Regions from separate parts of the Mus musculus genome. Here region 1 is linked to region 2. Evidence: chromatin contacts called from public Hi-C data. All regions are on one chromosome and are shown on one strand. The core of a region is the stretch at or near the end of the contact, and the rest is flanking DNA. Distances in the headings are between cores, read along the strand shown. Region 1 has its middle 66 kb from the start of 4930449C09Rik. Region 2 has its middle 62 kb from the start of Gm24696.

What was found. Hi-C and Micro-C count contacts between places; a contact is called where the count stands out from the background.
Region 1: a Hi-C map of regulatory T cells shows a contact between it and region 2, with 6 times the contacts expected there. The contact joins two enhancer-like sites. A contact is called at or near these places in 2 of 15 datasets of contacts at CTCF or cohesin (large pre-B cells and pro-B cells), 21 of 484 Hi-C or Micro-C datasets (the AML12 cell line, B cells, the Ba/F3 cell line and 13 more) and 6 of 115 datasets of contacts at active chromatin or transcription factors (T-cell acute lymphoblastic leukemia, acute myeloid leukemia, embryonic stem cells and 3 more).

The regions. Positions count from the first base shown.
Region 1 is chr15:63,651,002-63,654,143 of GRCm38.p6, forward strand. No RefSeq gene overlaps it. Among named protein-coding and RNA genes, the nearest start is that of 4930449C09Rik, 66 kb to the right of the region's middle. Within about 2 kb of position 1,745, at least 38 of the 459 cell types and tissues checked have an H3K27ac peak or open chromatin away from gene starts, as enhancers often do. A contact at or near this core is called in CD8 T cells and regulatory T cells, where this site is marked.
Region 2 is chr15:61,418,393-61,421,688 of GRCm38.p6, forward strand. No RefSeq gene overlaps it. Among named protein-coding and RNA genes, the nearest start is that of Gm24696, 62 kb to the left of the region's middle. Within about 2 kb of position 1,774, at least 8 of the 459 cell types and tissues checked have an H3K27ac peak or open chromatin away from gene starts, as enhancers often do. A contact at or near this core is called in CD8 T cells and regulatory T cells, where this site is marked.

The sequences.
Region 1 (3,142 bases), core at 495-2,994, 2.2 Mb after region 2:
TAAGGCCTGGCTACCAGCTCCTATCATGTGTGCTCAAGGATGTGAACTCTTATAAAGAGGATTTTTTTTCTGGGAGAAATATGAAAGAAGGAATTGGTTTTCCTTGCCATGTACAACTGAGAACAAAAGTGGGAGGAAGGGAAGAAACAGGCGCACTTGCTGGGCTGTTCACCATCATCAATGCATATAAGAAACATCAAGGTGAGAACAAACAAGGTACTGCTGTGTGACGGGAGGCAGAAGTCAGCCACGGGAAGAGTCTGCCAATAGGGCTACGCATTAGCTACAAAGGGAAATTCAGAGCCTTGGCAGCAGAGAAGCCTGGCAGAAAGGACCTTAGGCAAATAGCTCACATCACCAGTAATGAGGGAAGCTGGCATTATGTGTATCCACCATAGTGCTTGAAAAGACACAGTAGCCCTTCCACGATGCTGGGGCTAGAAATGCGGGAGTTGAATCTGATCACAAGGCATCGTGGGGAAAACTGGCTTGAGGAAGAGTCTACAACATACCTCAATCTGTGTCCTTCCAAGGTAGTATTGTCGCAAAAGACAGGAAGCTTTTCTGAGCTTAAGGAGGCTAACGAAACTCAAGTTTAATGTGGGACTCAGCTCCTCATTTTGGCATGATTTGTGATTGGGACATTAGTAAAACTCACATGAAATTCACAGATTAAAGGAACAACTTACCTCGCTTTAATGGCTTAATTGGTTGCAATCCAAGAATTGAATGAATATATATATATATATATATATATATATATGTGTGTGTGTGTGTGTGTGTGTGTGTATATACATATATATACATGTGTATATATATATATATATATATATATATATATGTATGTATATACACACACACTTTTGGCACTATGTCTAAAATATATTTTATATATGATATATACATATATGCCATATATAGACACATATGTATATGATACACATTTTTAAAAAACTTGGTCAGTTGCATTGGGAAAATTACTTATACTGTCCTCTTGGTTTTATATTGTCAGTATCAACAAAAGGGGTATGGTGTAGAAACCCCTAACCCCCACTCTGACACACACACACACATCAAAGACCAGCACAAAGCATACCAGAGTGTGAGGCCTGAGCTGAGTTTCTGTAAACCCATATATGCCATATGTGTCTCACACCTTTCTCATTTATCTTCAAGGCTTCCAGTGTCCATGATAAGATGGCAATGATGCAACATGGACTCATTTACTCATTGATGCCGTCCCATAACGACCCATCCACACTAGCTAGGGCTTTTAAGATGTACCCCCTAGGACCCACATTCCACATCTCATCTTCATTCCTGACAGTACAGCAGAATATCCCCGCTACTGCTACACACCATGCTACCACAGGTCGATCATGAACAAGCCAGAAGACAGTTTGGCCCCTCGAACTATCAAACTCTTTGTTGACCTGGACTCTTCTTGTGAAATTTAGGTCACAGGGTCAGCACCTATCTGTCCTACATGCCAGACCAGGGACCCAGATTGTCTGTGGCACCTACACAAAGCACAGATAAAAACAAAATCAATCTAGATCAGACTGCTGCCATTTTGGAAATTCATGGGCTGGACCATCCCAGTGAACGGACACAATGTTGTCCTCCACACCCAAATGGACCCAAGAACTAAATTAGAAAATGGAGACAAAAAGTTGTTTCCTCCTCTTAGCCGATTAGGACAATCTAAGGAAAGTGCAAGAGCGCCCCCTGCTGCCAGTATTTGGAATTGTTTGATTCACCCTGAACATAGTTCAGCTTCAAGATGTGCAGCCTGGAGGCTTGAAATCAAGCCTCCTGCTCCCAGTGCGCACATTTTTCAAACACTACGCACACAGCTGCCCTTAAGCCAGTACTTAAGACTTCACCTGCATTATCTCGCTTCATCCCTTGAACAGTCTCAGGGCCTGGCAGAACAGCTACCATTGTGGCCTCTAACAGACAATTTAAAACCAGCCATGTAAGATGGTGTATAAAGTTGCTTACTCAAGGTCAGAGAGACTCTTTTTTTTTTTAAAGTAGCTCCATCTTTAAAATATGACATTCCTCCAAAGGATCTCTTCTAAATCCCCTTGCATACATAACAACCTAAGCTATATGCTGTATCTCCTAGGTGCACAGGACTGGGGAGTGAGAATGGGGTTCAAAAGCAATCCAATGATGTGTGCCTTTGTAAATCTATACATTCGTTAATGCTGTTATTTTCTCCCATGAATTAACAATTTTTACTCTTCTCTTGCTAACATGTACCAGGATAGAAATGAGTATGGTATATGTGTGTCTTTGTAAATCTATACATTCATTAATGCTGTTATTTTCTCCATGAATTAACAATTTTTACTCTTCTCTTGCTAACATGTACCAGGATAGAAATGAGTATGGTATATGTGTGTCTTTGTAAATCTATACATTCATTAATGTTGTTATTTTCTCCATGAATTAACAATTTTTACTCTTCTCTTGCTAACATGTACCAGGATAGAAATGAGTATGGTATATGTGTGTCTTTGTAAATCTATACATTCATTAATGCTGTTATTTTCTCCCATGAATTAACAATTTTTACTCTTCTCTTGCTAACATGTGCCAGGATAGAAATGAGTATGGTATCCGAATAAAAACTTCTGGATTACAAAGCGCATAGATCCTACTCCAAGGGGTTAAGGTTCTCAAGTGGGAAACAGAGAAATCCAGTGTGATAAAAGAGCTTCTCTTCAGGGACCAGTGGCTATGAAGAGTAAGATAAAAAGTCCTATAAGCGTTTGTACCAACTGAACGATCGTTTCCTCAGAGAAACTATAAAGCTATCCTCAGCCTTCCTCGTAATGTTGACATACAAGAGTGTGTTTCTCTGTTGAATATACAATGAAATACTGTTTGTTCAAATTTGTGTTCTTTCCGCTGGACCCTCAAATGGCAATTGAGAAATGGAGACAGATTTTGTTTTCCCAAGGTGGCCTGGTACAACTCCCAAAATGGAACTTTGTGTCGTTAGAACAGTTGAGAGGATCGTAGAAAGATGGACCCAAATATCAGCCAGAGAATTAGACCAGAAAATGGAACCAAAGTACCTGTCAGTCCAAGGATGTAGTGGCACTACGTGTACACCAACTGGGAATGTTGT
Region 2 (3,296 bases), core at 524-3,023:
CAGCAAAAGTGGTTTAGAAGTTGGACCTTCCAGATTATTTTCTTGCTCTGGTATAGACATCAAGCTGCATCACCAACTTACCTATATCAAGTTTCCACAATAGAAAACTGATTTTGTACACATAATAGATGACAATAAATGTTCTCCAAAGCAATATATACATTTCTTCCTCATACTTTTTAGTGTATGGGAAAATAATCACATGAAAATAGAAAGGTTGAAGGGACTCTGGCCAGTTTGAGCATAGCAAGCATGGCTCTGGCAGACCTGCCCCCTTGCCCCTCATTCCCTCTATGTCATAGTTTGTAAGTGTTTGGCCCAGGAAGTGGCACCATTAGAAGTTATGGCATTATTGGAATAAGTGTGGCACTGTGGGTATGGGCTTTGAGACCCTCATCCTAGCTGCCTGGAAGCTAGTCTTCCACTAGCAGCCTTTAGATGAAGATGTTGATCTCTGAGCTCTCCCTGCACCATGCCCACCTAGATGCTGCAATGCTCCCACCTTAATGATAATGGACTGAACCTCTGAGCCTGTAAGCCAGTCCCAATTAAATGTTGTCCCTATAAGAGTTGCCTTGGTCATAGTATCTGTTCAAAGTAGTAAAACCCTAACTAAGACACTCTGCCTTAATAAATACTGTAAGATTACATTCCTAAAGTTATCCACCAAGGCCTATTCACTTATTTGGTCACTTCTTCCTCCTGAGACTGATTACCACGGTTCATCTTTCAAAGCTTTGAGGTCTAGCAAACAAAAGCCCCCTTTAGGGTTCGCTTTAGGGTTTTATTGCCTGCCATTGGATCCCCTTCCGCTAGCTGAACTGCCTGGTTGGACCTCAGTGTGAGGGGATTGATGACTCAGGGCAGGGTGGTATCCAAGTGAAGCTTCCTCTTCTCTCAGGAGAAGGATTGGGGAGGAGTAGGGGAAGGGATTTGTGAGAGTGGGACTGGGAGGAGAGGATGGGGGAGGGCATGCTGCAACCAGGATGTAAAGAGAATAAATAAATTAATTAATTAATGACAAAAGTCCCTTTTGGCTCAACTAATTAACATAACCATTAAATGCCTCATCCTAACATGGCATTTCCCTTTGTACTTTTATAAACTGATATTTTCCTGTGACAAATCTATCTCTTCTCTATCCAGAGGCAGTTTCTTATCGTACTCTCAGACAATTGTCCCTGCCCCAACTCCCTGGTTCTCTTCCTCTTCTTCTTTTTCCTCTATCTTCTGCCTTCTGTCCCACTAGGGTAAATAAATGTCCTTTGTGCTGAGAACTTTGTTGGGGGAGGGTTGAGCCCAATATTTTTCCTTTCAAAGGTATAACTCTATGTTGATTAGTATGAATATATTTTTTAAAAACTTCTATAACTTTATGTCATCTACATTTGAATAAGAAGATTAGACCAGGAGAACCACTGGCAAAACCACTCAGTAAAAGTGGTCTTTTTTACATCAGGTAGAGAATTTCCCAAGGCTAACTTTCTGTCTCTTCAAAGACACTCATGATTTATCAGTTAAGCCCCAGATATTTTTAGTACTGGAAAAATCTGTCAAAATGACCTTTTGGGCAATATGACCATAAAGAGCTCATAGTTCATAGACTATAAGAAACAAAACATGGAGGTAGACTAAAAGGAAACAAAGTGTTGACTAGCCTTTTTGGTCAACGTCTCTGTTAAAAAAAGAATCAAACTTGTTTCTTGGGTTTTCATGACAATCTTCTGGGGCCCTCTTTACTTTGTACTCTTAGAGAGTCAAAAATATACCTACCCATTTCCTGCTGTTGCGTTTGACATACCATTTTTGACATATGTGAGGTACTCACCAGGCTAACCTAATAAGCAAAGTTTGCCTTTCTAAATTCAAAATAGTAGAAGTTTATAAATTTAGTGTTCTGTTAAACATGATTGAACATCATGTATTCCCAATAGGAAAGGCATGAAAATACTGAGATAAGAACTACTTTTCTCATCTCTTATGTGTTCTCTTTCTCTCTCTCTCTTTCCTGGTCTCTCCCCTCTCATAATTACTTCATGCCAAGGTATGCCTGAAAGGACTTCTCAAAATACCCTGAATGACCAAAAGATGCTTCAAAGGGCATGAGTGTTATACCAAAGAGAAATATTCCATATTAGAGGTTTTAGAATAGCTCTGGTGTACATATCCTTAATTTCAGCATGATTAGAAATAAACTACTTAAGGATAAAGTGGGATAATAAAGACACTCAAATTTATGAATGGTCAACAAAACTGCTTCATCATTGTATCATTATCCATCATCCCAAGGAGACTGACAATAATATTTGTGTTGGACTGGGAGGGGGGTTGCTGTATAGAAACTATGGAGTCTGAGCTCTTAATGGTGGCATCATCTGAAACAGGCAGCTCTTGTGCCATATTGAGAATGGCTTGAGTCACATAGAAGGGAAAAAGACTTAGAGAAGTCCATGTGAGAATGGCCCAGCACAACCATACAAGCCCATTGGTCCAGTCTCATGGCTACAATTAATAGGAAAAAGAACTGGGACATGCCATGTATATAAGAAGGCAAGAAGATAAAGATGAAATGGAATGAAGATATTCCAAAACCAGGAGAAGAGCATAGTTTTCAATAAGAGGACATCATTCTTCTGGATTACAGTCTATCATGTTTCCTATTTGGTCATGTGATGACCAGAACAATTCTATCGACATTATTGCATCACTATGTTCATCCTACAGTAAAGCAGTATGACAGCCAGTGTGTAAACTCCTTACTAATCCAATCCTCATGCTCTGTGAAGTAGATCTTAGGTAGCTCTGCAGCCAGAGTACCTGGGTTGGATTTTTTGTTTTTTCAATTACTGATAATCTAAATGGAGAAAGAATTAAATGCCTTTCAGAAAATTCTTATTTGTCCAATGAGAATACTAATGTCTATTTCATTGAGATGTGAAATTTAGGGCAGTTTGTACATATAAAGCACTTAGATAGCACTCAACTGGATTATTATGTTTCTGAAAACTTATCATCCATGACTCTATAAGATGCGTCTTTGTTCAGCTCCACATAGTACCAAAAACAGTAGAAGCATCCATAAGGAAAATGGCCATATTAAACACAAGTCTTATGTGCCAGAACCTGTATGTGTTTTCTTAAGCTACTAAAGCTGTTACAAAGAAATTGATAAGATGCAAGATGTGGGGAAGGTTGTGTCTAAATTAACCTCTGTAGTTTCTTAGAATTTTCTATTTATAAAAAAGCGACATTTTCCCCTCGAAAAAATTGTTATAAGAATTACATTAAAGCATCAC